Linked DNA regions of Mus musculus: all the other regions are linked to region 5. The links are chromatin contacts, called in public HiChIP or PLAC-seq and promoter capture Hi-C maps. All regions are on one chromosome and are shown on one strand. Each heading gives the region's core, a stretch centred on a gene start, on an enhancer-like site or on the middle of the called end of the contact. The rest is flanking DNA. Distances are from core to core; before and after follow the strand shown.

Region 1 (4,593 bases), core at 1,989-4,488, 660 kb before region 5:
CTGATCTGCAAGGCACAGCATCTGGCTGTGGCCATCACCCCACTTGCTTTCTTCTGTTCCTGCAGTGCCATTTCTTCTTCCTTCCTTCTATAATGATACATCACTTTCCTGCACACCTTGATGGTAAAAATAATTTCCCCATTACAAAAGCTTTGATGCAATCCCACCTACAAAATCCTTTCTTTGCCATTTAAGGAGACATTTATAAGCCCTTAAGATGAAGACATAGATAACTCGGGGACCATTACTCAGCCTATCACACCAGCTAAGACACTCCAGCTAAAACTAAGGATCTCTGACCCATGAGTATACACAGACCACTCCAGCAGATTCTCAGCGTAAGCTTTGCTGTGGTCAGAGACTACCTGGAACATTTTTAAATCTAGTTTATATTGGATAAGAACAAAGAGACAAGTTCTGGAATGTCTTGTGATAATTTATTTGAGGAGGGAAAGGAACAGAGCAGCATGGAATGTTTAACAGCCCCCTGGTCTGAGTGTGGCTCTTCCATCCAGAGATAACCCTTACCAGATGTTGACAACACCACCATTTTGAGACACCCCCCCACACACACACACACCCACACACATTTAAGATCACAAAACAAGACCTTTGTGGTTTCACTAAGGGAAGAAACACCTCGTTTAGTTGTAAGCACCTCAACTTGCTCGCATATGTTCTGGAAATGACATTTCTTTTCCTGGTGGTTGCAAAAGTGTGCTGGGCCTCTCCAACTCTTCTCCTCTTCTCAGCATGCTCAACTACTGTTGGTGATGATGTGATCCTAGCCACAGGTTGCTCTAACACTTCTATTGACCTCTGAAGTCTGGGTCTGGACATAGCAGTCTCTTCTTGGAGTTTCTGAGCAGTTGGAGACCACAGTGTGCCTTTGATCTCTTGCTTAGGATAGTGGGACAACTTGGAGCCCAGCTGGCTGCCTGTGGGAACAGTCTTGCTCCTTTACTGATGCCTCAGCTAGGTGACTTTGGAAGTATCTGGCCATTGATTTGATTATTTCAAGACCACACCGAGGGCTTTAACTTCCTCACAGAGAATTTCAGACAATTAGTGGACAGAAAGTGCTCCAGATTCCATTGTGCAAACGTTCCTCTCTTTTAACACTTCCCTGAGCAGAGTCCTGTGGGACTCAGTCCTGAGACATCCATTATCAATGTGCAGAAGAGAAAGAAAAATCACCACGATTAAACAAAACCTTCTTTATATTTCTTCCAGATAGAACTGTTCGGGATCTATTTGTTCTGCCAACTTGAGCTGATATCCCCTTTCCAAAGGTTGTGTTTTGAAATTCCCCAGCAATACCCCCTGCTCCAGTTCTTATCTATGAAAGTAACCAGACACTTCCCACAGCAAGGGTCCATTGAAGCAGGTGTCTCTCTGACAGTGCGGCTGGTATATCAGCGAGAAAACCAGAGACTAGGCATAGCCAAGTTAAACAAACAGTCACACACGTGCCCTTGCTAGCTGGGGTGTGGGTGGGCAGTGGGGTACACAGATGAAATCTTGGTGATCTCTTTCTGCTCAATAGAAAATCTATTAACGCTGTGGACGCCATTTATTTAGTTCACCGAACTTGAAAGCATCCTTTCCCTTGTCGCAGCTTGCAAGCAATAGTGGAGTCGCAGCAAGACATGGAGGCCAGGGCAAAGAGTCGGGTTAGGTATGTTCAAAAGGCTTTAAAAAATAACACTGGCCACAAAGCTTAATATGAGATTCTGGGGATGTCGCTTTAAGTAGGCTTGCTCCCCATTTTTTTAAGTGAAGAGACAGAGGATAACAGGGTTAAGGGAACTTTTACTAGGAGATGAGTTTGCAACATGCATGCACTGTGCCTTAAAAATCTCTTCACTTGCTTGCCACCATGCCTTCTCTCTCTCTCTCTTTCTCTCTATCTCTCTCTCTCTCTCTCTCTATCTATCTGTCTTTCTGTGTGTGTGTGTGTGTGTGTGTGTGTGTGTGTGTGTGTGTGTGCGTGCGCATGCATGCACATGTGCTTGTGCAGGCATGTGTGAGCTTATGTATGTGTGTGTAGAAGCTAAGGCAAGAGGTAGACTTCCTGTGAATTCCTCCCTACCTTATTTTGGAAACAAGGTCTCTCACTGAATCTGTGACTTATGGTTTTGGCTATAATGGCTAGCAAGCCCCAGGAATCTTTTTTAATCTCTTCCAGTCTCTGCCTCCCCGGTACTGGGATTCCAGCTATGTATTTTACCTGGCTGAGATCTGCACCCAGGCCCTCAGGCTTGTGGGGCAAGCACTTCATCAACTGGTTTATCCCTCTGTACCTCTCACCTCCTCTTCCAACCTTGGCTTTATAGAGAGATTTAAAAATAAGACCTGCATTTTTCTGTTCTGACCCAAACATGCTGGGTTGCACACTTGAGGATGGAGTCCTTCTTGGGGCCATGAGTCCGTTCATTGCTTATGGGGTTTCCTCATTCTTGGGGGTCTGAGATTAGAGACCATCACAGCATCTGGTTGGTAACTGTACAATCATCTGGAGACTTCGTTGTACAGAACAGAGGTTCTTAAAGGACAGTCCCTGATCCCGCTGCATCCAGAACTGCAGATCCCCCAGCTCTTTGTAAATCTGCTACACTGGCACTGGGTATACCTGGTTGAATCACCTACATATTAACAAGCTGTAAGGGTGGGTGGTGCTAACTCGAACCAGTGTCCTCCTAGTTTGTGCTCTGTCACTCTCAGCAACCCCTAAATTATCCTCAGCACACCCAAGAGACCGCACAGAAAGATGCAGGACCCTAGACATAGCCTCCTCCTTCTATGTCTAGAACTGCAAACCTATCAGCAATGGCAGATGGATGGAGGGCATCCTTCCTGAAAGATACACTTGTCAGAGAGTGTTCTGCCTGCCTTGAGATGAGTGAGAGCACTTCCAGCTCTAGGTTCTGTTCCTGGCTCCTCCTGGGACAGAGTTCCTGGCTGGCAGATCCTAGCTCCTAAATCTCCACTGTTTTTCTCTTTATGGCTGTTCCCCTCCCACTCCTAGAAGCCTTCTGACTTAGGGAACACTTGTCCAAGCCCCCCCACCCCCACCCCAAACATGTGATTCCAATTATTAGCACCTTGTAGTTGGGATCCTTGCTTGGGAAATATCTTTGTTCTCTCAAAGTTCAGGAAACCGGAGGGGGGCAGGAAGACTGAAGGAGCTCTGCTTTCAGCCTATTCGTTGGTTCCTAGAAGAACAAAGCTCGAGTGTGGGGAAGGCGCTTTGATCCCAGACAATGAGAGCGGCTGGATTAAGTGTTTGGAGAGACCAGACAGCTCTGGCACAAAACAGATCAGTTACTTCTTTCTCTCTTTTTTTCTTAAAGATCCAATTCATGTTCTGGAAATAACAGTAACAAAAAGAGCTGAATGTTTTGAAAGAGAGTTCTTCTACCCTTGAGTTATCCCAGGCAAGTGAAGATTGTGTGTTCCCTAGCAAGCTCAGTTCCTGGATGGGAGGTGCCTTGATAGCAGGCAGCCTGTATACTGGGACAGCACATGACATTCAAAGTTCCCCAGGGATTCTGAGGACACAGAATGGCAGCTGGGGCTGAAAAATGCTGGAGGCTAGAAGGGACCTTGGGGAACTTGCCCATGTGTGTTCAAGATAGCTGCTAGGCACAGAAAACAATGCGTTTAAAAATAAGCATAATAAAATAAACATTCCCAGGGCCTGGAAGATGGCTCAGTAGGTAGAGGTGCTTACTCCGAGGCTGATGACAAGTTAGCTCCCCATCACCCGGATGACAGGAGGAAGAGCATTGACTCCTGAGAGCTATTCTCTTACCTCCATGTATGTGCTGTGGCATGTTCACACCCACTTACAACACACACAAGCACACACACACACACACACACACACACACACACACACAGAGAGAGAGAGATTGAGAGAGAGAGAGAGAGAGAATAAATGTAATGAAAAAGTTAAACATCTCTGCACAGAACACTTACAGCATAGGCATGTTGTATAACAAAGAATCTTTGTTATTCTGAGATCTCTATTTCCCCACAGGATTCATGGCAATGATAATCATACACATGGTGTGGTCTTTGTTGATATCCCATATTTCAGATGAGAAATATCAAGGCCCAGATAGGCTAGTAAATTATCTAAGTCACAGAATTAAGTGTCAGACATAGAAGGTAAACCCAGGTATCCTCGCTCCTGGCACATGCTCTTCATTACAGAAAAGAGTCCCAGTCAATAACTGTCCTAGACTCTTTGAGGTAATAAGGCAGCGGTTTTCTGAGTGTGCAGGACACTGTCTCCACCATAACTACTTTTACTTAAGATAAATTGAACACAGTGTGACAAGGGCTAATTGGCTGGGATGGCAGCGTATAGGTATTCCAAGGAGAGAACCTGCAGGTCTGAGCTGCCAGATGGCCAGGCAGAGGCAGCCTTTCTTCACAGATAATGTGATACTTGAGTTCTGTGCTCAGAAGTACCAAGGGTGGAGAAGAGAGAAAAGGGGATCAGGTTGAGAAGTGTGCTCGCTGTATGCAGACATCAGAATGTGAGTGGGATGAATGGGAATGGGGGTTCAAGGATCCTTTTGATTT
Region 2 (4,564 bases), core at 1,746-4,245, 690 kb before region 5:
GACATGTATTTCATCTCGGGTTCTGGAGCAAAATATGGAAATGTATAGAGAGGTTGGAATGTTTACTGATTCTAAAAGCAAGGCAAACTTGCATACTAATGAAATGCAGAAACTATATCCACTGCTGTTTGTTCTATCCCAGGGAGATAGATTGTTCAGATCCATTGGAATGCATAGAGATTGCTATGGTGGAGCTTTACGGTAGGATAGAGATACAGGGTACAACTGTAAACAGATAATAGATAGCTAGGAATGAATACTGAAGGGATAGAGTGGTTAATAGGCAGAAAATAACTATTTGGAACTATTAGAAGAAAGGGGAGGTGCTAGTTTGCTTTTTTGTTACAATAAGACATTGATCAAAATCAAATTGGAGAAGAAAGTTGCTTTTGTTTATAGGTCACTAGCTAGGAAAACCAGAGCAGAAGTTCAAGGAAGGAACCTGGAGGCAGGAACTAAAATAGAGATCATGGAGAAAGACTACTTACTAGATCCCTCCCTCCCAGGCTCAGGTTTAGCTAGTTTTCTTATATATCCCAGACCACCTGCCTAGGGTTGTCACTGCCCACAATGTACCCCCATATCAATTAACAATGAAGAAAATGTCCCTATAGACACGTCCATAGGCCAACCTGATAGAGGCAATTCCTTGAGGTTCCCTCTTTCCAGGTGTGACAACTTGACAGCCAAGATTAGCTGTAACAGTGAGATTCTAGCTAGCTAAAAGACCTTCATAGAGTTCCTGCTGAAGACAGGCCAGGATGCTCATCAGCCCTCCAAAGATGCTGGTACAGATGCTCACCCAAGTTTCAAGGGCATCTGCTGGAGTTCCCAGGGTCTTGGGTCCCAGGGCAAAGAACCGCACAAAGGATAGGTGGTTGGGTATAGAAACAAGAGGACTTACTAAGACAAAGGAACATTCTGAGAGCAGGAATAGGCAAGTGAGCCAAGGAAAAAGCATGTGTTGAAAAGTGCTGGGTCATGAGATTCATGGTCATTTATAGGTCATTGATGCGACACCTGCCACCTGCCTTCTCTCAGGCTCCTTTTTTGTTTGTTTCCTTTTTTGGTTTTGTTGTTGTTGTTTTGTTTTGTTTTTACAGACAGTCCAGGTGAAAAACAGTTTGCAGTATTCTTGATCAACCGTCTTCTTTTTTTTGTTTGTTTGTTTTGTTTTTTGAGACAGGGTTTCTCTGTATAGCCCTGACTGTCCTGGAACTCACTTTGTAGACCAGGCTGGCCTCGAACTCAGAAATCCACCTGCCTCTGTCTCCATCTTCTTTAATATGTTAATTTGACTCTGCTCTCTCACAATATTTCTGATGCAGTGGTATAGGCTTAGAGACCCAGCCAGACATCAAGGATGATCAGATATCAAGGATGGATGGTTCTTGTTAAACTGACCAGGCAAACTCCTTGCCTGACACTGAATTTCAAAGGTTGGCCTAAGAGGATATTCAGCAGTTTACCCAAAGTTTGGCCAAAGCAAGAATGTTGGCTATTGTAACTTAAAATGTGGGCTCACAGAAAGAAACCGACAGTGTCCTCCAGAAGAACTCTGGGAGGCTGTGAGGGCTTGAAGAAGATGAGAAGGCCTTCAGGTCCCATTGGAGCTCCATTTGGAGAGATGGGGATACCTAAGGGAGTGACACTCTCTACAGTTTCCTGGCTAGATAGAATACCATGGCCTCAGGCATCAGTGACGGGGAAGAGAAAGCCTTCCCTCTCAACCCTGAGAACAAAGGGAGTTGCCGACTCCTATAGATTTCCAGGAGCACCACAAGTTTCATACCAAGTAATCTAGTCTGGCAAAGCCTATGTGCTAATGGGAGTAGAGACAGGAACAGGTAGGACCATTAACACATTCTACAACTGCAATGGGGAAGGGTGGATGGAAAGGCCACACAGCACAACTTCTTTTCTTTTCAGTTCTCTTTGCCAGAAGGAGAGAGAGGAGAAGGACGGACACACACACACACACACACACACACACACACACACATACATACACACACAGAGAGACAGACAGACAGACAGGCAGACAGAGACAGAGAGACAGAAATAGAGACAGAGAGACAGAGACAGAGCAGCAGAAGGGGAGAGAGGAAGAGAGAGACAGAGACAGAGACAGAGTACATGTATGAGGGGGTCATGGCCAGATTGCTGAGAATGGACTAGAGACACCTAGAGGGTGTCTGTGATCTAACAATCAATGATGTGTGTTGATTGTGTGCCCATGCAGAATGGAGGTGCAGGGCCCCTGGCTCAGAGGAGGTTACTTTCAAGAAAGTGATAGCAGAATTTGAGAGCAGGTTTGGGGGTTCTTACAAGCAGCGCCCTGTTTCTCTGCAGAAACAGTGTACATCCTTGTGAATGTTGGCCTTATCTAAAATATGAGCTTCACTGAGGGGGGGGGGAATAGAAACAATACTTCCTGTTTAGCTCCCTCCAATGAACTGAATGAATGGAATTGAATTGAAGTGGAATTGAAAAAAAACCTGAATGCTGGGCACCAAGCTCGAGGCCTGGTCTGTTTGCAAGCTTGCTTTCAATCCCTACTCCCCGTATTGGTTTCCAGCCTTCAACAATGCTCGCTCAACTTTCAACTTCCCGAGTGTTAATCTTTGCACTGCCTTTTGTATTTTAATTGCTTTCTCTCTTGCTTTTAATGAGCAATCAGGGCTATTTCTTTATTGAGGACCTGCTGGCAAATTTCAAGCAGAGAGTATGCAGTATGAAAGGGAACAGGTGAGATCTCAGGCTACGGTGTGATTAGCTGTGGGAAGGCCCAGAATAGCCATCCATCTAAGGGAAAATATCCACTTAACTCGCAGCCTTAATTCAAAGGAAATGTCAAGTCCTCAACTATACACTCTGTGGCAATTGAAGAAAAGATTGGAAGGAAGGTTAGCGAAAATTACTGAGACTATAGCAACAGCGGGGAAATTAGCTTTGGTAGGCGTGCATGCCTGTGTGTGTCCATATGCGTGTGTGTTTAATGTCTGGCAGCGTTCAACAGAATCATCTCCCTAGCAACAAGTAAGCAGGGAATACAGGTAGTACTGTAGACTAAATGAGGGGAAATCCTAAAGGATTGTATTGGTGCAGGCCATGCTTCATAGTAGGATTGCCTAGAAGAAATGCCCCCCCCCCCTCTATATCTTGTTTCTTTTGGTTAAATGGTAGCAATGTTGCCAGTTGTTTCTTCGGATTTCTGTTTGTTTCTCCAACCACTCTTGCTACTGCTTTGCAATTTGGTTAGCTACCAATACTTGTGAATTGATTGACTGCCAAGAGGTGTGGTGGTGTGTGGGAGGGTTCTCAGAAAGAGTTTCTTCTCTAAAGGCCAGTAAAGCACGTGCCTCCAATTAGTATATTTCTCGGCTGGGGCCAAGATGTTCTGTATGACAAAGGCACCAGTTACAAAGGGACACAGGGAATTGTCCCAGCCACACCACAGATGTCACACATATCCCAAGCTCTCAGAGACAGCTGAGCTCAATGATAGCAAGCATGGCTGTGTGTCTGTGTCATTTTTAGGAAGCTCCCCAGTGCCCTGAAGGGCAAACTTCTTGATTTAAAACTTTAAATAGCCATTGGCTCAAATGGACAATTTGACTACTTTGATAAAATGAGCAAATGTTTTCTATGAGTTAATTTTAAACAAGGGAAAGAGAAACCATCAAAGTAGCAAATTATGATATTTTCTAAAGGGACGTTCCCTGTTCTCATTATTCCAAAGCTGTAGAAAAATGACTTATCTCTTTCCAAAGAAAACTGGACATTTAGAAAGTCCAAGTATCCCATTATATCAACTACAAACATGTCACCTGTATGTATGTGGATGCCATAACAAAGTGCCATAGCCTGGGTGGCTCATGCAGAGAAACTTTACAAAGTCTTAGAGACCATAACCCCTGACATCAAGGCATGGCAGGGTTGGCTTCTTCTGTGTCATCTCTTACTGGTTTACATATAACTTCTCTTTGTGTCCTCAGCTGTCTTTCCATCTATGAATGCCAGTGTGCTAACTGCCTCTTCTTAGAAGGACACCATCAGATTAGATAAGATCCTACCCAGTGCCTTATTATAATTTAATTTACTTGTTTAAAATTCTATCTGTGAATACATCACATTTTGAAGTATTGGGAATTGAGGACTTTTTAACACATAGATGTAGAGAACACAATTTAACCTATAACCACCATCATGCCATCTCCCTTCCTATTTCCAAATGTAAGTTGTCCAGGAGTAGAAAAACACTGAGAGATGATTGTAAGCTCATACATCAGGAGCCGTACATGTGGTCTCACTTTGCAGGGGCTCTGTCATTTCCCAATACTGATTTAACACAGAGGACCCTTGAGTTAAACACAGTAAACAGCATCCAAACCATAGCAAAGGCAGAGCCTCTCTAGGCTAAGATGACTCCAGAGAGGACAGAAAGGCAGGCAGGCAGCTGAACTTGAGCCCAGCTCCAGCCCCTCTGCTTTGCTACCTCTACGCCTTCAATGCACACTTCCTAACAGCGCATGCTCAGATCCATGCTGGGCTTAGAGGGTCT
Region 3 (4,493 bases), core at 54-2,553, 620 kb before region 5:
CATGACAGCAGGGGAGCAGGTAAGCTAGCCTGAGAGTGTGAGTACTGGAGAGCTGGCCCTGCCCCTAGTCTGCCATCTTTCAGTGGCGTGGCTCGGGTGAGGGAGAGATGCCCTCCTTCCCACCATCCTTGTACAGCCTGTGCCAGGCAGGTGAGCTGGCACCAAAATCATGAGAGGATCAAAGCTGGCCTTGTGGCTCATGCATTCCAGCACTCAGTAGAGTGAGAACAGGCCCTGTACCCTCACCTCGGCAGCCCAGTAGAGCTGATCCTGGTGGTGGGGTTCAGGAAAGTAGTCCCTGTGGGCAAGAGTGCAGGAGAGTTGGCCTTGCCCCTGGTCTGCCATGGGATGGGGTGGGGTAGGTGAGGAAGAGATGCCCTCCTTCACAAAGCACACATGAGCTGGCCTTGAGGACATGAGAGCTGGAGAGTGGACTCTGCCCCTTGCCTTCTGTGGCACTGGGTGAGCTAGCCTGGGCAGCACTAGAGAAATTGTTCTGGTGGTAGTGGTACAGGAGAACTGGTGAGTTGGCAAATTCAGCTACCTCCCAGGCCCAGATCCAGAGCTTCAAGTTGACCCACCTCAACATCTACGCTATCTATGATCTGCTGGGATGGGGGAAAGGACTGGTCCTGCAGATCCAAAGCTGCAAGATCTTTATGACATAGGACATCAGCAGAGTATCTGAAAAGAGTCCCCATGAGGATAGAGTATTGATAGTGTAGCACAAGCTAGAGGCCTCTAAATAGATAGAAAAATGATTTATTGAAATGAACATTTGCAAATAAAGGTGTATGAACAAAAGGGTGTAGTGTGGGACATACTGTGACACACTGTAGCTTCCATGAGATTTTTCTTTGTATCTTATTTTGGGTGGGTACAAAGGAATGGGAAGATGAGTGAGATTGGGGTACATGATGTGAAATTTGCAAAAAAAAAATCATTAAAAATTAAAAAAAAAAAGAATAACACAAGGACAGCAAGAACCCAGACTCAAAAGTGGGAAAGGAGACTACACCAAGAGGGTAGTGGCAAAGAGGAGATGTGGACCAGTGACTGAAGAACAGAAGAAGCTCTATCAGCCAAAGGTCAATAGACTAGGAAAATCTCATCTCTTTGTATTAAGTCATGGCAGTCCCCCACCTATGCTAAGCTCTCATGAGGTTTAGCCATTAAATGCTGTGTGATTTTGAGATGGACGTGCATGTCTCTGGTTCTGTTTCTCACAGTTGTAGGTAGGGAAGGGGTTTGGACAGTTTGCAGTAATCTTTCCAGCATTAATATCTCTGTCTCTTATATGTGCCTTCTTTCTAGTTTCACCTGGAGTCTGCCCCTTCTTTGTTTTCCTAGCAAATATAAGCTGTCCTCCTGTTGACTTCTTCAATGCTGGCTTCATGACTACACCTTCACTGGCCCACAAGTCAACACCAGCCTTGACCAAAACATTCCATTCCAGGAGGAGAACTGAACGGATTGGAGGAAGAAGCAGAGATTAGAAACAACAGGCTTGCACATTCCGATTGTTCTTAACTTGATTTCAACTTTTGACCTGTAATGCTTTCCAGCTGTTTTGAACTCACACAGCCCATCTTGATTAGACTCACCCCCTAAGTGATGCAAACAGAGGAGACAGCTTCAGAGAGCCATCACCCCACCCAAATGAGTCTGGGGTTTGCAATTCTTGGATGGGTATGTGGATCTGGATCCCAGGCTTTGCATTCCCAGTACAGTCCTACAGGAGGGCTCAGGCAAGACAACCCCTCCAGCCCCTCCCCCCAAAAGATGACCTCTTTTACAGTCTGTTTTTACAGTGCAGAGTGGGAGCATCAGAATCCCTGCCCCTGTCAAAATAACATATCCCAGGTGGTGGGAGTTAACGGGAAGGCAGGCAGAGAGCTCTGCTTCCAAAGTACACATTGCCACAAATGAGAACCAACTGGAGTGAAGCTGGGCAGACGCAAAGGCAGAAAATTAAGCCCTGGGTTGGCTCTCTCTCTCTCCTTTACTCCCTTCCTTCCTTCTTTTCTTCCCCTCTCTCTCCTTTATTCCCTTCCTTCCTTCTTTTCTTCTTTACTTCCTTCCCTTCTTTCTCTTCCTTCTCTCCCTCCTCTGTCCTTCCATCCTACTTCCTTTCTTTCTTCTCTCCTTTTTTCCTTTTCTTCCTTCTTTTCCCTTCTTCCTTCCTCGCTCCTTCCCTCCCTCCCTTCCTCCTTCATTTCTTTCCTCTCTTGTGCTCTCTTCTTTTCCTCTATCTCCCTCTTTCCCTCCATCTTTCCTTCCTTTCTTTAATAGAAAATGCTACACCACACATGGTTTTTAAAAGACGACTTTCCTTACATGGGGAAAATGAACAACTGCAAGGAAGCTGCTCTCCCCAGGCTTGGGGGTGGGTCCTACATAGTGACATGCAATGTGACCTTCCATCCATCCAACAGGCCTGGGGGCCAGATGTCTGTGACTACACAAGTCAGAAGCTGAGCTAGAAGTACCTAAGCTTCGCAGAGTTTATCATTGCACTGGAGTAAACAGCCAACTCTATTTCTCCTTTTTATCACCGTGCCTTCAGGGAATCCTTTTGTGTTCAGTTTCTGTCCTAAGTGATCATGCTTTAGCTAGATTCCTTAGGAGAGACAATCCAGAGACTCAGAAATGTCATCAGAAGTTGGTTTTCCAAAGACGTTTTTCAGGGGGAATTAGAAGTTGCCACAGGCCTTAGATAGGAGACAGTAACCATCATGTGTGAAGCCAAGTGAAACACAGTATGGCGTTGGGGACATCATCCATCCATCCATCCATCCATCCATCCGGTGCATTCCTATGGTATGGTTAGGCCATTTATTTATTTATTTATTTATTTTCCATTTGGATGTGCCTCATCTTGTCAGCTCATTTTTGCTCATTAATGCAGAGAAATTCATCCTGTGGTTAAGTCTGAAAAAAAAAAAAAGTTCAACGGCTTTGCTGGGAAAACGTTAAGTAGGAAAATTAAATTAAAAAAAAAAAAACAACAACAACAGTAATTTTAAGAGAGGAGAAAATAAACCAGCAGTTTAAATTTTTTCAGCCATTTTGGGGCCAGGGCATTGGACAGCTATGGAATTTCAGGTTCTAACTCATTTCTTCATCTTGAGACTCTCGCCAAACATTTTCATTGCATCCAGAAGGAGGACTCTTTGCCCATTGCTGGCCACATGTGAACTGTGGGATGCTTCACTGCCTGCTTCCGTCACTGGGTGCAAGGCCAGGCAGATAAGAAGACTCACTGGGCTGAGAAAGGCTTCTCTGACTCCTGTCAAGTACCAGCTGTCTTTGTTAATTCATACGGGACACATGCAGATCCCTGAAAATATAAGGAGCGAGGGGGCTCTGTGGCAGGAGTTATTGCTGGGCACGGAGTATCTGCAACTGGGTTAGGGAAGATTCATGGAGCCAGACGGTGACTTGTAGATCATTTGTTCATCTCAGAGGTTGCAAACTTGTTTGAAGCAATAAAATACCTTCCGCTGCAAAATGCTATGCAAAACAAAATATGCAATGTGGATAAACAGCAGGATCGCTGTGGTTGTTTTGTGCCGCCCTACGGAAGCAAGAAACACCATTGGCCTGCCGCCTGCCTTCTTTCACCTCTCTTCCCTCCCTTCTTTTTATTTTTCTCTTCTTTCTTCCTTCTTTTTCTCTTTTATTTTCCTCTATCGCAAACTGAGAACTAGCAAGGCCAAGATGTTCATGAGAGAACCGGACCCCCTGAGCAACCCAGTATGTAATCTTTATGCAAAGGATTACCCTATTTATTAAAATCCCCAAGGTTCCTATGACAGGGCTTTCCAGAGGAAGTTGTTTAGAATCTCTCCCTGAAGTGACACCATTGATGGACAGGTGCCACCATTTGCCAAGTCTACTGACTGTTTCTATTTCTACCAGTGTGGCAATACTGCTCATAAATTCAAAGCAGGACACTGGTGACAAAGACAAGTGTGTGAACTCTCAGGCCAGACACTGGAAAAACATTTTCATGCATTATTGCCGTCTGCACTAGACTCCTGTGAAGTTGCTATTTCTAGCTCCACAGATATGAAGAATTAGATTCAGGGATTTAACTTTCTGTATCAACTAATGTATTAGGGTCTACGGGAGGGCCCTCTAACAAGGAAATCCCCAAATAATTATATTTGGCTCTAACTTTCTCACATATTTCTCTTGGGGAAGGTGGTTGAGCACAGCTGGGTTGTAGGTGGTCCTGCTTCCATCTCTGCATCCACTGTGGAATTTCTAAATTATAACGTGACCCGCTTCCCAGAGAAATGAGATATCTAGTAAATGATAAAGCTAGGGTTTGAAAAAAGGCTCAGGCAAAGCTCAAATGTGATGGTCACTAACCACTGAACAGATCTGCTTCAATACTCCAACTCCCAACAGAGGGACAAATATGTCTTTCTCTTGTCCCTTTTACCATTATGACTTATGGTCGGCAGAGTCCAAGATGGCTCCCAGTG
Region 4 (4,679 bases), core at 2,080-4,579, 580 kb before region 5:
TACCTTACAGAATGATATATTCTCATTGCTGTTAAGCACTTCTCGGTGGTCCTGTATCACCTCTTTGGAAGTGTGTAGTTGTCAAGTCTATTTGTTAGGTGCCTCCAATTTCATCTACAGGAACTAATACCACCAACAAAAACATTTTAAGAATTGATGGATCAAAAATAATTGGCTTCTGGTTGCTCAGAAAACTAGCTGGATTCGCTCTGCAGTTTTGTTTTCATTGTTTAGGAAGCAGGCCCCTTATCTCTCTTTACATAATTACCAGTTAGCATTCTAGAACTTTCTCTATCCCCTGTAGAGCTTCTCATTGCCATTCATTCAAACCCACCAGACTCTTCTGACCGATGAAATCCTGCTCTTTTCTCAAGACCAAGTTCAAAGTCCTTTGCTCTCTAATGCCCTCTCAAATTCTCTGGGACAGGAACTCACAGGCCCTTCTTTCTTAGAATGCTCTGATACCTTGTTTACAAATCAGCAGTGGCCCTCTCCACTCTAAATCACAAATGGATGTTTGTGTATCTCTCTTCTGTTGCATTGTAAGCTCATGATGAGAAGACATTTTGTTCATCTCTAATCAACATTACCTAGCATGTCTTCAACATCCATGGAGCATAGGTGTTAAACAGTGCCAAAGCTGGTATATTAGTTATTTTCTTATTCCTGTTGCAATATATGTGATAAAATAATGTAAGGGAAAGAGTGAGTATTTGGGTTCCCAATTTTGAGGGTTATATTTCATCATGGATGGAAGCACACTGTAGCGGGAATATGAACTAGCTGGTCATATTGTATTTGCTGTCGAGTATCAGACCAGGATGCTTTCTCAGCTGCTTCTCTTTTATTAAATCTAGAACTCCAGCCCGTAGGACCATGCTGCTCACACTCAGACTGGGTCAGTGGGTCTTCCGTTTTTCAGCTATGCTCAGCAGTGTGTCTCCTAGGTGACCCCCAATCAGGTCAAGTTGTCAATTAAGGCTAACTATCACAGAGACCAGGAATGACCCTGCTACAAGATAATCAGGGTTGGAAGAAACCTTACTGACTTTATGATTACTCCTGTTTGATAATCCTTGCATAATAAGGAAAGGCCTTAAAGGGGAACTTATTTGATTTGGACCATACACAATACAGAGATAGGGTCTATTACTCTGGATACTAAGTCTCTTTCTACAGGGTGAATTTTTTTTCTACATCAGTAACTTCACCTCTGAGGTTTTGTCCTGCAAGAAGTAGGGTCTGTAAAGCAAATGTATGCATATGCCGGAGTCTCTCTAAATTTAAGCTTCCAACTCCCTCTGTAGATGTCAGACCAAGTCTCATGGACAGAGGCTCTGGAAAACAAATATCCATATGGAACCCATGCAATGATGGTACTAATGGGGTTTTCTCTGCTGGTTGATATTCCATATCTCACCCTCCCTCTTTATATTCCCAGGAACCCCACTTTTCATACATGGCTGTATGCATTAGTAAGCTAAAATAGATTATATTCCATGTTTGGAGTTGTTCATGGAGATCCTCTCTCAGTTTCTTTTCCTGTAGCTATGCTGAAATACTCGGACAAAAGCAACTTAAGGGAGCTTGAAGAAGCAGCTCACATTGCATCTACAATCCAGACGCAGAGAATGTTGAATGTATGTTGCTACTCAACTCCTCTTACTCCCATGGGGAGAATATCTTCCCCAGGTAGAGGATGTGGTGCCACCCACAGTGGGAAGTTCTTCCCACCTCAATAACACAATCAAACTAATCCCCCATAGTCATGCTTAATTCATCTGTTGGGTGATTCTAAATTTTAACAAGTTGTCATATAACATTATATCATCATATGGGCCATTCTGAGACCCAGTATAGGGAGAAGTTTCAGTTCTGTTCAGTGGCCTGTGAGAGCCAGTTTTCTTGTAATACCCCCATAGTAAGCAGTAAATAAATAAATAGAACCTAAATTCAATGTATAGTTGCCATTTTTAGCATACAAAAATACTGGATTTCAGGTTCCACTTTAATTTTTTTTAATAAAAGATAATTATTTAATGTGAATTCCTCTGTGACAGTTTGAAAATGGTTTGGTTCCCTAAAACTCATTTTGAAATTTGATTCTCAATGTCACAGTGTTGAGAGGTGATAGGGTCTGATAAGAGATTTAGTCATTAGTGCTATCCTTCTGGGATTGAATTAATTCTTAGAGGATTGAATGAGTTCTTGGTCTCTCAGGATTGTACTAGTTGCTTTCAGTTGAGTTATTGTGATTCTCTCTCTCTCTCTCCCTCTCTCTCTCTCTCTCTCTCTCCCTCCCTCTCTCTCTCTCTCTCTCTCTCTCTCTCTCTCTCTCTCTCTCTCTCTCTCCCTCCCTCCCTCCCTCTCTCTCTCTCTTTCTCTCTCTTTCTGTGTGTGTTGGTCAGAGAACAACCATGAGTGACAGCTACCTTGTCATTTTTGTTGTTTTTACTTTTTGTTTTATTTGTCTGTTTCCTTTTAGCAGACTATATGCCACTATGCTCTGCCTTGTCTTTTGAGACAGTTTCTCTCCCTGGATTATAGGGCTTGCCTATTAGGTTAGACTGACTGGCCAGTGAGCCCCAGGGAGTCACCCGTCCTTTCTCTCTCCAGCACTGGGATTACAATCGCTTGCCACAGCCCCAAAGATTTATCCAAGAATGCTAGTGATCCAGCTCAGTTTCTCAGGATTGTGCAGCAAGCATCACACTCTCCACGCCAGTTTTGCTCCTTTTTTTTTTTTCTTCTTCTTCTCATTTCCCACTGTGACTTTCAGCAATAGGAGGCTATTCTGCCTCAGCTTGGACTCCCCAGTTTCCAGAACCACAAAGCAAAGCAAATATGTATTCTTTACAAATTTCTCAGAATCCAGATATGGAATATGGACTGAGGTAACAGGGAAGGAGGGCCCTGTGCAGTTAAACGCACTATTTAGATGCCCATGCAACTTTTATGAGATTTATTTTTCCTGAAACAGCCAAGCTTTCAATATGTTTGCTTATAAGATACATGGTCTAGGAGCACAGTCACACTAAGTATATTAACCTTCTTGGAGCTCAGATGCTTTGGATAATGATAGAAATGAATCCATTAAATGTGCCTACTCAAGCTCTCTTCTATCTTCAAGGCCTACTTAGTCTTAAGCAACAATTTGTCTGTTTTTCCCAATAGCATTAGCCTGTTACTCAGCCTCCAGTGAAGTTGGCTTTGTTGCAAGACGTCTCATCATTTTTTTTTCCAATCTGCTTGAACACGGGGCTATAGAAACAACCTTGAAATGAAAATGTTCTTAGGGTATTCAGGAGGGCTAGTTGGCTTGAGAATTAATGGCTGGTCAATCCTCTATTCATTCTGTTACCTAGAAAATGCACTGTGATTGTCTCCTCATCTGCATGATAATTACCTGACTCCTAGGGTTCTTATGAGAATTCAGAAGAGATAAATCTTATTGACTGATGGGCATGGTGATGGCACAAGGGCCTTGTTCTTCAATGGTAATTCTCCTTTTACTTGTTCCTGGGGGCAATAAATTTGATGTGCTCTTCCAGAAGGCACTGTACCACACTCTTGCTGTGTTGACCTCCATGGGTCTCCATCAGGCTGATGGTAATAACATTGTGAGGAGAGATGAACAGACTCGGAGCCAGGAGGCCTGGATTTCAGCCCAGCCTCCTGCTGCTTACAAGATAATGAAGATTGGAGAAACAAATTAAATACAGGAAACACAGCAACTGAAATGAAGTGACTGATTATGATGATGATGACGGTAACAAACACTTGTGTAGTTTCCATCGGTTCTAAAGCTTCTTGTGGGGAGATTTATATTTGATAATGAGACGTGAAACTGTTCACTTCATTCAATCAACAAGCCTATTTGGAACACCAGGGTTGAGCTAAGCATCTTTCTGGGTATAGGGTGTACAGATGTAAATAAGACTCAGGCTTGACCTTAAGGAATATCAACCTAGGAGGGCAGATGGCTGAGAAACTCTCAGTGGCAGCAGCATACATTAAGAGCTAAGCAGATGTAATACAGAGAGGTAGGGGCCTAGTTCATGAAGGTGGTCCCTTGTGTCTTGTTCTTTCTATGTGACTGTAATATTGTAGCAGAAAGAAAGCCAGCAAATGAGAGCAGAATAATGAAAGTGTCTGTGTGCAGGGCTTCACTGGACCCTTAAGAATCTTTCATTCTACTGGTTTGTCTGATCAGCTTCTGATTCATTAGCAATATTTTAAACCAGTCTGAAAACTTCTGCTCAGGATTTGAGGCCCCTTGAGTTCTAAAATCCTTCTGTTACTCTGACAGATTAGATCCAAAGCGGATAGCTTTCTCTATATATATCCATAATAAAGTTTCTGTAAGAATCTTTAAAGTATAATAAAATTGGATGTCATATTTGTATCTAATCTAGAGTTAACAAACAAATTCTTAATAATTCAGCATACCTTGATTCAATCTTAAGATTTAATCAATAGAAGACAGGGAAATGTTACTCATGTAAAGTCCACTGATCAGATTCATAACAAACAGCATGACCTAAGAAATTAAAAATAAAAACAGAGGGCGCATTTATATTGATTTGTCTCTATCTTTTGTCTGATGTCCACATGACTAGGAAATTGGTTAACTCAGATGTCTTAACAGCCCAGAAAGAGTAAGTAAAAAAGCTTTAGTA
Region 5 (4,342 bases), core at 591-3,090:
TCTTCCCCCCACACCCCTCCGGCGCCCAGCAGCTGCTACCAGCGGCGGCGTGTGTTGTGGCGGTGGCGGTGGGAGGCCTGGAACTTTGGGCACGATCCGGAATGAGGGAAGAGGGAAGCTGGGAGATGAGTGAAGTGGGTAGCTGAAAGCTTAGCGCCCCCTTTCCCCAAAAGAGTGGGCAGTTTAAAGGCCACGTCCACACGGAGTGACAGGCGCTTCCTTTCCAACAGTATGGTTACTGTGGGTGGGGGGTAGGGGCGGCACCCAGTGTCACAGGGACCTGGAGATGCTGCGGAAAACGCAAGCACAGGGCAGATATTCCAGCGGTCTTGTCTGCGCCTTGGTTCCTGATCTCATTTCCAGGAGCCCGACGGGGACCGTTGATCTGTGAGAGTTCCGGGTCCCCAGGACTGGTGGCTAAGTGCTTTGGTGGTGGGATTCAGCCACCATTTGTTCTCCCTGGGTTCTCAAGTGCCCTTCCCATGCGCTTTGGGTCCTGGCGCTCTCTTCCATTGGTGGCCTCTTTTCTTTTTTTAACTTCTGATTCCTGTTAAACTCCCCCTTTAGGTCTTCCTGCTTCTGCTGCATAGTCCAGCTTTTGTCCCTTGTCATTTTATTGTTCTTTTCCTGAGGTCGCCACTCCCAAGCCACCGCGACTTTCCTCAAAAAATCCCTTTTTATCCTTCGCCCATTGGAAACTCTACTTCTGCTCTTTCTAACATCTTCCAGACTGGAAACTTGTCCTAATCCAAGGTCCCCACTGAAGCATGGATCCTTAGTTCCCAGTCACGGTGCGGGTCCCCACGCTGCTCTAGGTAGGAAGAGCGCCCCGCCCCGCCCAGTCCCTGGCGCTTTTTTTTTTTTTTTTTGAAGATCCAGTTCTTCTGCCCAGACACTGTAAAGTGGACAGGAATCAGGTTGGGGTATCCTTTGCTGGGTTCTCGTGAGAAAGATATAAACAGGGGGCTGAGTCAGGGTGCGGGTATTCTTCACGTAGGCCCATCCTCTGGTCGAATGGCATTCTCTTTGGGGCCTTGAGGGGCTCTGTGGTGTCCATTCTGGGAGGCAACAAGTGAAACTGCCGGATGGGGGTGTTGCTTGTAATTGGCTGGAACAGAAGCTAGAGACTCTGTCCTGGTGGGGCTGACCCTAAAGAAGGCTTTGCATGTAGGGTAGAACAACATTGAGGAAAAACTCTATTCTTCTCAAGTCCGAATGCCCCTGTCTAGTGTCTTCACCGATTTCCCCGCAAGCGGATTTCTCAAAGGATAGATACCGGGATGCTGAAGGTTCGTGGGAGAGGGCACTGGGCAGGAGTGGTCAACGTGGAGATATTTTCAGAGTGCTAACTGATAAAGCCTAGAATGCGCTCCCTAATTCCGGATTGCCTCCCCTACTTGGGCAATGCCTTCCATCCAATCCATCCTCCGGCGGGCCGGTTGAGGCCCTAGCTTGTCCAGCTGGAGCGGATTTCAGGAAAAGAGGAAAATGGGGGCTCTCAAGCCCTCTCCAGCTTCCCTCCGTCGTCCTTCCTGATTGGCTGTGTATCCCCGGAGCCCAACTTCAGTCGCTCCAGACTGTGTCTGAGCCCCCACAGGAGACGGAGCGCTGCGACCCAGGGCAGGAGGGGCGGCCAGGCCACCTATTCCTGGGTTTGGCATCTCTCGGGGCCCCAGGGGGGGAGGAGCGCCGACAGGGTAGGCATCCATCGCCTCCTCCAGGCCCAATTCTCGGCGTCTAGCAGCCTCGGTTCCTCTCCGCCCCCCTTTCCCTCCCAGCGTCGGCCTCCCTCCTCCTCCCCCCTCACCCGCCCGCCTGCCCGCCACCTCCCCCCGGTTTCTCATTCCTGCCACTAGCGCGCTCCGCGGCTCATTCCGCGGCCGCCGCCAGCTGAGGGGAGCGTCGCGGGCCGAGGAGCAGATGCCGCGGGGGCCGCTCGCAGCCGCCGCCGACTTGTGAATGGGACTCGGACCGGGGCCCGGGCTGACACCGCTGCGCTCGCCCCGTGCCAGGGACAGCCGGCCAGGAGGTCGTGTCCACCCGCAACGGCCCCAGGTGAGGCGCTCTGCTCGGCTCTAGACCCTATCTAGATGGGGCTTCTCGGAGTAGGCAGAAAGGGGAAAGAATTGCTTCTGAAAGAGACTGTTGCGGAAGGGGGAGGTTGCTGGCTGATGGAGATCAGTAAAGCAAAGCAGAAGGGCTTTTTTTTGGGGGGGGGGTGAGGTTAAAAATCAGAGAAAAGGGAGGCAGCCTGCTGTGGACGCAGGCAGAGCAGGGGTTTGAGGCGCCAGATGTGCGCTCCCCGGTTCTTTGATTGTTGCCCCCCCCCCGGGGTGAGGGGCTGTTGCACCAAGGCTTCAGCACAGGGGGATTGCTTTGGGTTGGGGCAAGGAACTGCAGAGCGGAGCTCTGGACACGCAGACTGCTCCCGTGATGTCTCTAGGGAAAGTCGACCCCTGTGCGGTGCCCGCCCGCGCTGCGCCTGTTCCCCAGACAAGATCGCTCTCTGCGGGGTTCCTAGAGGGGATCCTCCCGCGCCTTCCTAAAGAGCTCCCCTAGACCCGGTGCCTGTGTAGAGAGTGCGGTCGAAGCCCAGAAGATAGCCGGCGGCCGGGAGGGAGCGGCGATTGGATTGGCCGCACTTTGATAGTGTGGGTCGGGGGCTGTGGACTGCGGCTCAGAGGCTGGGGGTTGCGGTGTGAGCTAGCCCCTCCAGCCCCCGCCTTTTCGGGGACTTCAGTCACCTATCCTAACCTCCCAGTGATGCAGGGAATGCTCTGTGAGCGGCTCAGACTCAGACTAGACTCGGGCTTGGACTGGAGGAAGCTTTCTAGGGTCAATGTTAACTTTGAGAATCAAACCTTCCCGGAAAGCCTGCGCCTCCTCTCGGAGCGCTCCAAGCCTCCACTGTTTCCTCACAATCGGCCTCCCTCCCTGTGCTTGGCCTCCCAGCCGGGATGTGCTGAGAGCAAGGAGCAGCGGGAAGCTGGAGGCTGCGGGAGCATCCAATTCCCCTCGCAACCCAGCCTAGCCTTGGCAGGGTCTTTTCGCTCCTGGTCCCCGGAGAAAGTGGGACCCAGGAGGCTTCCTATTCTCTCTCTTGCCAAGGCCCGGATTTCACCCGGGCTCCGCACTCCTGCCTTCAGCGGGTGAAAGGTTCGCTAGATGTTCGAAGAAGCCCTGTTGCTTTTTGTTAATAATGCAGCAGGAATTTCACGGGCTATCGCACTGCTATGAAGAAATTGCATCTTCTAATTATTTAACGGTGCCGTTTCTGCATGACGGAGGGTCGTCCCTGAGGGCTGGGAGTGGGTTTGTTAATGAAAGCCTGGCACTGCAGGAGGGTAGAGATTTGTCTAAAAGTCTCCCCTTCATTTTTTTTTTTTCTTCAAGAAATCTTTAACGATGGCTCCCGAATCCTTTCCTATTTTCTCCTGATCGGTCTTATCTGTGGACTAGGAAGCAGTAAGTTTTGGGTTTAATCACAGAAAGCAGTGATAATTAATCTGGCGAGAGGATAGATCAATTTCCTTATCTCTAGGGCTCGTAGCAGACGTCCAGGGGTTTGCGGGGTGTCTGGAATTTCTGGGGACCGGTCTACAGATGTGTTCTCAGGACCGAGGATCCCTCTCATCAGCATATTAACGAGGCTGAACTGAGTGCGAGCGCCTTTAAGGGTAGCAGAGAAAAAAGAGAAGGGACTGGCCTTCATTTCAATAATGTTGGAATTGTTTTCTCTCATAAGCAAGGAGACAGAGCCCCAGAACCTAGAAAGGGATGCTCAACCCCAGCTGCAGGCAGCTTGGTCTTCTATCAGAACAAAGGAATAAAAGTTACAAAACAAAGGGACATAGCTGTGGCCAGTACTAGAGGGACCCTGAAGCCACAGGCACATTAAGTTCCTTAAACAATCTCTGACTCTTAAGTTTTAGGGTTGGCCAGTTAGGCCCTCGTATTCGAACCCTCTGTGCAAAACATCTATCCTGCCTAGTACAAAGGAATGTGATCAGCACTCAGAAGAGACCAGACAGAGGCATCTAAAGGCCAGGAAACTTTGCTGGGTGGAACTGGGGTTTGCATCTTGCCTTCTGAGACAAGGCATTGCACCCCAACAAACATATTGAAGTCCTTGGAGTCTATACTTGTATCTTTAGTAGCAAGCAATGGTTACTGACACTCTTATAATTATTAGTTCTATATGTCCTGATTGGGATGTCATATGGAGAGAGAGAGAGAGAGAGAGAGAGAGAGAGAGAGAGAGAATGAGAGAGAATCTTCATCTCTGGAGTGTGTGTGTGTGTGTGTGTGTGTGTGTAAACAATTAGGATAATGGAAATGAGAT
Region 6 (4,288 bases), core at 351-2,850, 520 kb before region 5:
CTTAACCTAATGAATTATATGTGGGAGTTTACTCTAAGAGAAATAAAATATAAGAAGTTTCCTCCTACCTAAAGGAATCAATTAAGGAATTACCCGTATTAGCAAAACCTGGAGAACAATCTAGTCTCCCACGTTGCAGGGAGGGGTTCCAGGGAAAGGGTTAAATCATCTACATAAATCAAGGAATCACTTTACAGAATTTAACAGCAAGGAAGAAGCAGAAAATATGGTATTAACACTAAGTCAAAAATGAATATCACAATAATTATGTACTTAAGGTATCATTATTAAGATAAGAGAAGTCTATGCATAAACACAAATAAAAAAATTAAAAAGAAAGAAAATCTTGTAACAAAAATCAGTTCCTGCCCAAGGGAAGAACAGGGACAAAAAAAAAAAAATGGAGAATAGACTGAAGGAAGAGTCAACAGGGGACTGCCCCACCTGGGGATCCATCATGTCTGCAGACCCTAAACCCAGCACCACCGTTGCCCACACTAGGATTAAGAGGTGCTTCCTGAACCCAGTGTGGTGGCGGTTCCTTGGGAGGTCTGGCCAGCAACTAACCAAAGCAGATGTGGATGCCACAGCAGACTTGAGCCAAGCATCAGACCGAGCACAGGGAATCTGGTTGGGGATCTGGCAGAAAGACAGGAGGAGCAGAGGGGCATTACAACCCCATTGGAAGAACAACGTAGGCTGGCCTTGAAGAATAAAAAAAAAAAAAAAAAAAAAAATTACTGACTGAGAACATGGGCCCCGGCCCCCGGCCAGATGGCCTAATTCCCCGGATCTTTTGGGAAAAACAACCACAAAATGTTTCAATGTCCCAGGTGCCTGGAAGTAAATATTCGCCCCTAGACTTCCCCTATTTCCTCTCCGATCCTCCCCCTAGGTTGTGTTTTTTGCCTTTATAAGCCTGCTGGAAAATAGGATCGTGGTCAGACTCCTCTACCCCTGCCTATGGGTCTCGACCTTAGCATGCTGGTTTGTGTGCCATTAAAACCTCGTGTGTTTGCAGCAAGCTTGACTGTTGTGGCTTTCTGGGCTCTCGATCCCTGAGACTTGAGTGAGGGTCTCCCTTCGGGGGTCCAACAGCCTGACCAGCCAATTCTCCCAGAGTCTAAACCACCAAACAAGGAGTGTACCTGGAGGGATCTATGGCTCCATAATCATATGTAGCAGAGGATTTCCTTACCTGAGAGCAAAGGGAGAGGAGGCCTTTGGTCCTTGGGAGGTTTGATGCCCCAGTGTAGGGGGACGCTGGACTGGTGAGGTGGGAGAGTGTGGGTGAGTGGGGGAACACCCTCATACAGGCCAAGGGGAGGGGGAGGGCAGATGTGGGATGGGGAGTTGGTGGTGGGGTAACAGGGAAGTGGGACTACATGGGATGGGGGACCGTGGTGTGGTAACTGGGAAGTGCGATATCATTTGAGATGTAAATGAATGGAATGATTAATGATAATAAAAAAAATCAAGTTACTTGACATTTTCCTGTCTTTCCTAACTTTCTTTTGTGCATATTCTAGCTATCCTGTGCAAGATTATCTTCTTCCATCAATCCTACCTCAACTCCTACCAACTGTCATCCTGCTGACAGAAAGAGCCTGGGAATGGCATTGTTCCCAATCTCTGCTGGCTGCACTCCCATTGAGATACATTCTCTATGATGTAGACAGGGATTGTTTATTTATTTAGCCAACATATATTGCTCTGGCCCAGGAACACACTACGTGGACAAGGTTGACTACAAATTTGCAGAGAGCCTCTGCCTCCTAAATGCTGGCCTTAAAGGCATGAGTCATTACATTCAGCAATATTGGATATTTTTAAAATACAAATTTAATTACATAATTTTCTTTGCTTAAAAACCTTTTATTGGTTTTCCATTGCTTTAACAATAAGGTATGCAATGTTTAGTGTACTTTAAAAGGCTGCTCATAGCCTTTTGTCCACAGAAAACATCTGTAGTGAATTCACTTTTTAACCTATGTTTCCAATCACTCCCAGGTCCATATTCAGTCCCAAATTCAATCCACATGCCTCTGCTAAAAGGCACTAAGCCTTTAACCTTGACTGTTAGCATTGGTAAGCTTTAAGTAAAAGGCTGTGAACATGTTATGTCTTTCTTTTTACTGTCTTGTTTTGTTTTCTAAAATATTCTTCATAAGCTAAGCAGTGCTATTAAGTCAAATATAATTAATACAAAGATAATGAGCATCTTTTAAAGGACTTGTTTCATTTTCTTACTAGACCAGGAGGATTTATAAAAGGCAAATTATTTCAAGAGTTGGCTAATCTGACTTTGAATTTCAGGCAGAATGCCTACCACTGCACAGAAAGAAAAAAGAGGGACTAAGGATCCGTGTCAACCCTTTGTAATTATTTCATAATTGTAACAGAAGTTGAGAAAAACATTACCATAAGTTGACAGGACTCAGAATAAATCAACATAAAAGAATACCAAGTAGTTTCTATGACAAGTGTGAAAGAGGGGTGCATCCTCTTCACTACTTTTAAGGTAAAAGTGTTCCACTCCCACACACAGCATCCCAGGGGTCCTGCCCCTGAGGTTTTCTGTCTCCCACTATTGTGTATCTCAACAGGCATCCTTGGTGGTGAATCCCCAGGCTCCAAAAAAGGGGAAAAAATCCTGGCTTTCTGATAGCTCTGTTACTGCAATAGCATTCTTGGTCTGTAAAGGAAGTCTTCCTCCCCCCACCCAGTTGTTGTTGTTGGATTTTTCGGGGGAAGTGGCTAAGATGATTCTTAGATCTTGTCTTTCCATCTCAATTTAGTCCACTAGTATTTCAAGATGCTAGTAGTACTCAGAGAACTTTAGTCCCTGACTTCCACTTTGTTAGTCGGGGTTGGCATGTCTGGCTGTGCTTTCTCTTTCCCACACGTGATGGTTTGTATATGCTTGGCACTATTAGGAGGTGTGGCCTTGTTGGAGTAGGTGTGCCACTTTGGGCATGGGCTTTAAGACCCTCTTCTTGGACTCCTGGAAGCCAGTTTTCTCTTAGAAGCAACCTTCAGATGAAGATGTTAACCTTTTAGCTCCTCCTGTACCATGCTTGCCTGAATGCAAGGATTGCATCATAATATCGAGCATATTTCTGACCTCTCTTGCAAGTATAAGCATAGGCAACTAGTCAACTGATTGGTGGCTTCTGCGATGACCCAGTGGCAGGTTTAAATGCTAGCTGCATTCCTTTGCTCTAGGGACATCTCTATGGATTTCTTTAATGGGTTAAAATTAGTCTGTTATAGGCTCTCATAACCACATGATTTCCTTATGTATCATTTTATTACATGATGTGCCTCAGAAAGAATTCTATTTTTCTTCTCTCACTTTGTTCCTTAAGTTTGTTTGTGTCTGAACCAACACAAAACCAATGGTGAGCGTTTTGTGGTGGTTTGAATAAGAATGGCCCCCGTCTTATTGATGGTGTCTTTTGCCTTGCAGAAACTTTGGAGTTTCATTAGGTCCCATTTGTCAATTCTCGATCTTACAGCACAAGCCATTGCTGTTCTGTTCAGGAAATTTTCCCCTGTGCCCATATCTTCAAAACACCCATGGAAGGAGTTACAGAGACAAAGTTTGGAGCTGAGACGAAAGGATGGACCATGTAGAGACTGCCATATCCAGAGATCCACCCCATAATCAGCTTCCAAACGCTGACACCATTGCATACACTAGCAAGATTTTATCGAAAGGACCCAGATGTAGCTGTCTCTTGTGAGACTATGCCGGGGCCTAGCAAACACAGAAGTGGATGATCACAGTCAGCTAATGGATGGATCACAGGGCTCCCAATGGAGGAGCTAGAGAAAGTACCCAAGGAGCTAAAGGGATCTGCAATCCTATAGGTGGAACAACGTTATGAACTAACCAGTACCCCGGAGCTCTTGACTCTAGCTGCATATGTATCAAAAGATGGCCTAGTCGGCCATCACTGGAAAGAGAGGCCCATTGGACTTGCAAACTTTATATGCCCCAGTACAGGGGAATGCCAGGGCCAAACAGGGGGAGTGGGTGGGTAGGGGAGTGGGGGTGGGTGTGTATGGGGGACTTTTGGTATATCATTGGAAATGTAAATGAGCTAAATAACTAATAAAAAATGGAAAAAAAAAAGAATGGCCCCCATATGTTCATATATATTTGAGTGCTTAGTCCCTGGGGAGTGGAACTCTTTGATAGGAATGGACAGATTAGGAGGAGTGGCTGTGTTGGAGAAAGTGTTTTGCTATGGTTGGGCTTTGAAGTTTCAAATGCCCAAGAATC

The links. Promoter capture Hi-C pulls out the DNA fragments that hold promoters and counts their contacts. HiChIP or PLAC-seq counts read pairs in DNA pulled down with a chosen protein or histone mark.
Region 1: a contact with region 5 is called in an H3K4me3 HiChIP or PLAC-seq map of craniofacial prominence, with 7 times the contacts expected there. The contact joins the enhancer-like site here to the promoter of Cdh11 in region 5. A contact is called at or near these places in 9 of 39 promoter capture datasets (the 3T3-L1 cell line, 3T3-L1-derived adipocytes, cancer-associated fibroblasts and 5 more), 1 of 15 datasets of contacts at CTCF or cohesin (the NIH/3T3 cell line), 30 of 484 Hi-C or Micro-C datasets (the N1E-115 cell line, the STO cell line, brain and 18 more) and 14 of 115 datasets of contacts at active chromatin or transcription factors (the NIH/3T3 cell line, SST interneurons, craniofacial prominence and 11 more).
Region 2: a contact with region 5 is called in a promoter capture Hi-C map of hippocampal neurons, with 8 times the contacts expected there. The contact joins the enhancer-like site here to the promoter of Cdh11 in region 5. A contact is called at or near these places in 3 of 39 promoter capture datasets (frontonasal cranial neural crest, hippocampal neurons and maxillary cranial neural crest), 2 of 484 Hi-C or Micro-C datasets (nephron progenitors and uterus), 10 of 115 datasets of contacts at active chromatin or transcription factors (the NIH/3T3 cell line, craniofacial prominence, embryonic basal ganglia and 7 more) and 1 of 9 other capture datasets (liver).
Region 3: an H3K4me3 HiChIP or PLAC-seq map of craniofacial prominence shows a contact between it and region 5, with 9 times the contacts expected there. The contact joins the enhancer-like site here to the promoter of Cdh11 in region 5. A contact is called at or near these places in 6 of 39 promoter capture datasets (the 3T3-L1 cell line, cranial neural crest, frontonasal cranial neural crest and 2 more), 1 of 15 datasets of contacts at CTCF or cohesin (the NIH/3T3 cell line), 13 of 484 Hi-C or Micro-C datasets (adipose-derived mesenchymal stem cells, cortical neurons, embryonic fibroblasts and 3 more), 10 of 115 datasets of contacts at active chromatin or transcription factors (the NIH/3T3 cell line, VIP interneurons, craniofacial prominence and 7 more) and 1 of 9 other capture datasets (adipose tissue).
Region 4: a contact with region 5 is called in an H3K4me3 HiChIP or PLAC-seq map of neural tube, with 4 times the contacts expected there. The contact joins the enhancer-like site here to the promoter of Cdh11 in region 5. A contact is called at or near these places in 10 of 39 promoter capture datasets (the 3T3-L1 cell line, the C10 cell line, cranial neural crest and 6 more), 1 of 15 datasets of contacts at CTCF or cohesin (the NIH/3T3 cell line), 2 of 484 Hi-C or Micro-C datasets (embryonic stem cells and uterus), 12 of 115 datasets of contacts at active chromatin or transcription factors (VIP interneurons, craniofacial prominence, embryonic fibroblasts and 8 more) and 1 of 9 other capture datasets (embryonic stem cells).
Region 6: a contact with region 5 is called in an H3K4me3 HiChIP or PLAC-seq map of embryonic limb bud, with 6 times the contacts expected there. The contact joins the enhancer-like site here to the promoter of Cdh11 in region 5. A contact is called at or near these places in 8 of 39 promoter capture datasets (the 3T3-L1 cell line, 3T3-L1-derived adipocytes, cranial neural crest and 5 more), 4 of 484 Hi-C or Micro-C datasets (cortical neurons and uterus), 9 of 115 datasets of contacts at active chromatin or transcription factors (the NIH/3T3 cell line, astrocytes, craniofacial prominence and 6 more) and 1 of 9 other capture datasets (embryonic stem cells).

Annotation. Positions count from the first base shown.
Region 1 is chr8:103,441,561-103,446,153 of GRCm38.p6, reverse strand. No RefSeq gene overlaps it. Among named protein-coding and RNA genes, the nearest start is that of 1600027J07Rik, 96 kb to the right of the region's middle. Within about 2 kb of position 3,238, at least 28 of the 459 cell types and tissues checked have an H3K27ac peak or open chromatin away from gene starts, as enhancers often do. A contact at or near this core is called in craniofacial prominence and uterus, where this site is marked.
Region 2 is chr8:103,474,817-103,479,380 of GRCm38.p6, reverse strand. No RefSeq gene overlaps it. Among named protein-coding and RNA genes, the nearest start is that of Gm32642, 95 kb to the left of the region's middle. Within about 2 kb of position 2,995, at least 9 of the 459 cell types and tissues checked have an H3K27ac peak or open chromatin away from gene starts, as enhancers often do. A contact at or near this core is called in hippocampal neurons, where this site is marked.
Region 3 is chr8:103,406,546-103,411,038 of GRCm38.p6, reverse strand. No RefSeq gene overlaps it. Among named protein-coding and RNA genes, the nearest start is that of 1600027J07Rik, 61 kb to the right of the region's middle. Within about 2 kb of position 1,303, at least 54 of the 459 cell types and tissues checked have an H3K27ac peak or open chromatin away from gene starts, as enhancers often do. A contact at or near this core is called in adipose tissue, adipose-derived mesenchymal stem cells, craniofacial prominence and 5 more, where this site is marked.
Region 4 is chr8:103,360,856-103,365,534 of GRCm38.p6, reverse strand. No RefSeq gene overlaps it. Among named protein-coding and RNA genes, the nearest start is that of 1600027J07Rik, 16 kb to the right of the region's middle. Within about 2 kb of position 3,329, at least 5 of the 459 cell types and tissues checked have an H3K27ac peak or open chromatin away from gene starts, as enhancers often do. A contact at or near this core is called in neural tube, where this site is marked.
Region 5 is chr8:102,782,609-102,786,950 of GRCm38.p6, reverse strand. It overlaps Cdh11 (cadherin 11), which reads left to right and starts at 1,840. Exons shown (of 13, transcript NM_009866.5): 1 at 1,840-2,055.
Region 6 is chr8:103,304,388-103,308,675 of GRCm38.p6, reverse strand. Gm39234 (a long non-coding RNA gene) reads right to left here. Exons shown (of 3, transcript XR_879135.2): 2 at 568-704. Among named protein-coding and RNA genes, the nearest start is that of Gm39234, 9.7 kb to the right of the region's middle. Within about 2 kb of position 1,600, at least 9 of the 459 cell types and tissues checked have an H3K27ac peak or open chromatin away from gene starts, as enhancers often do.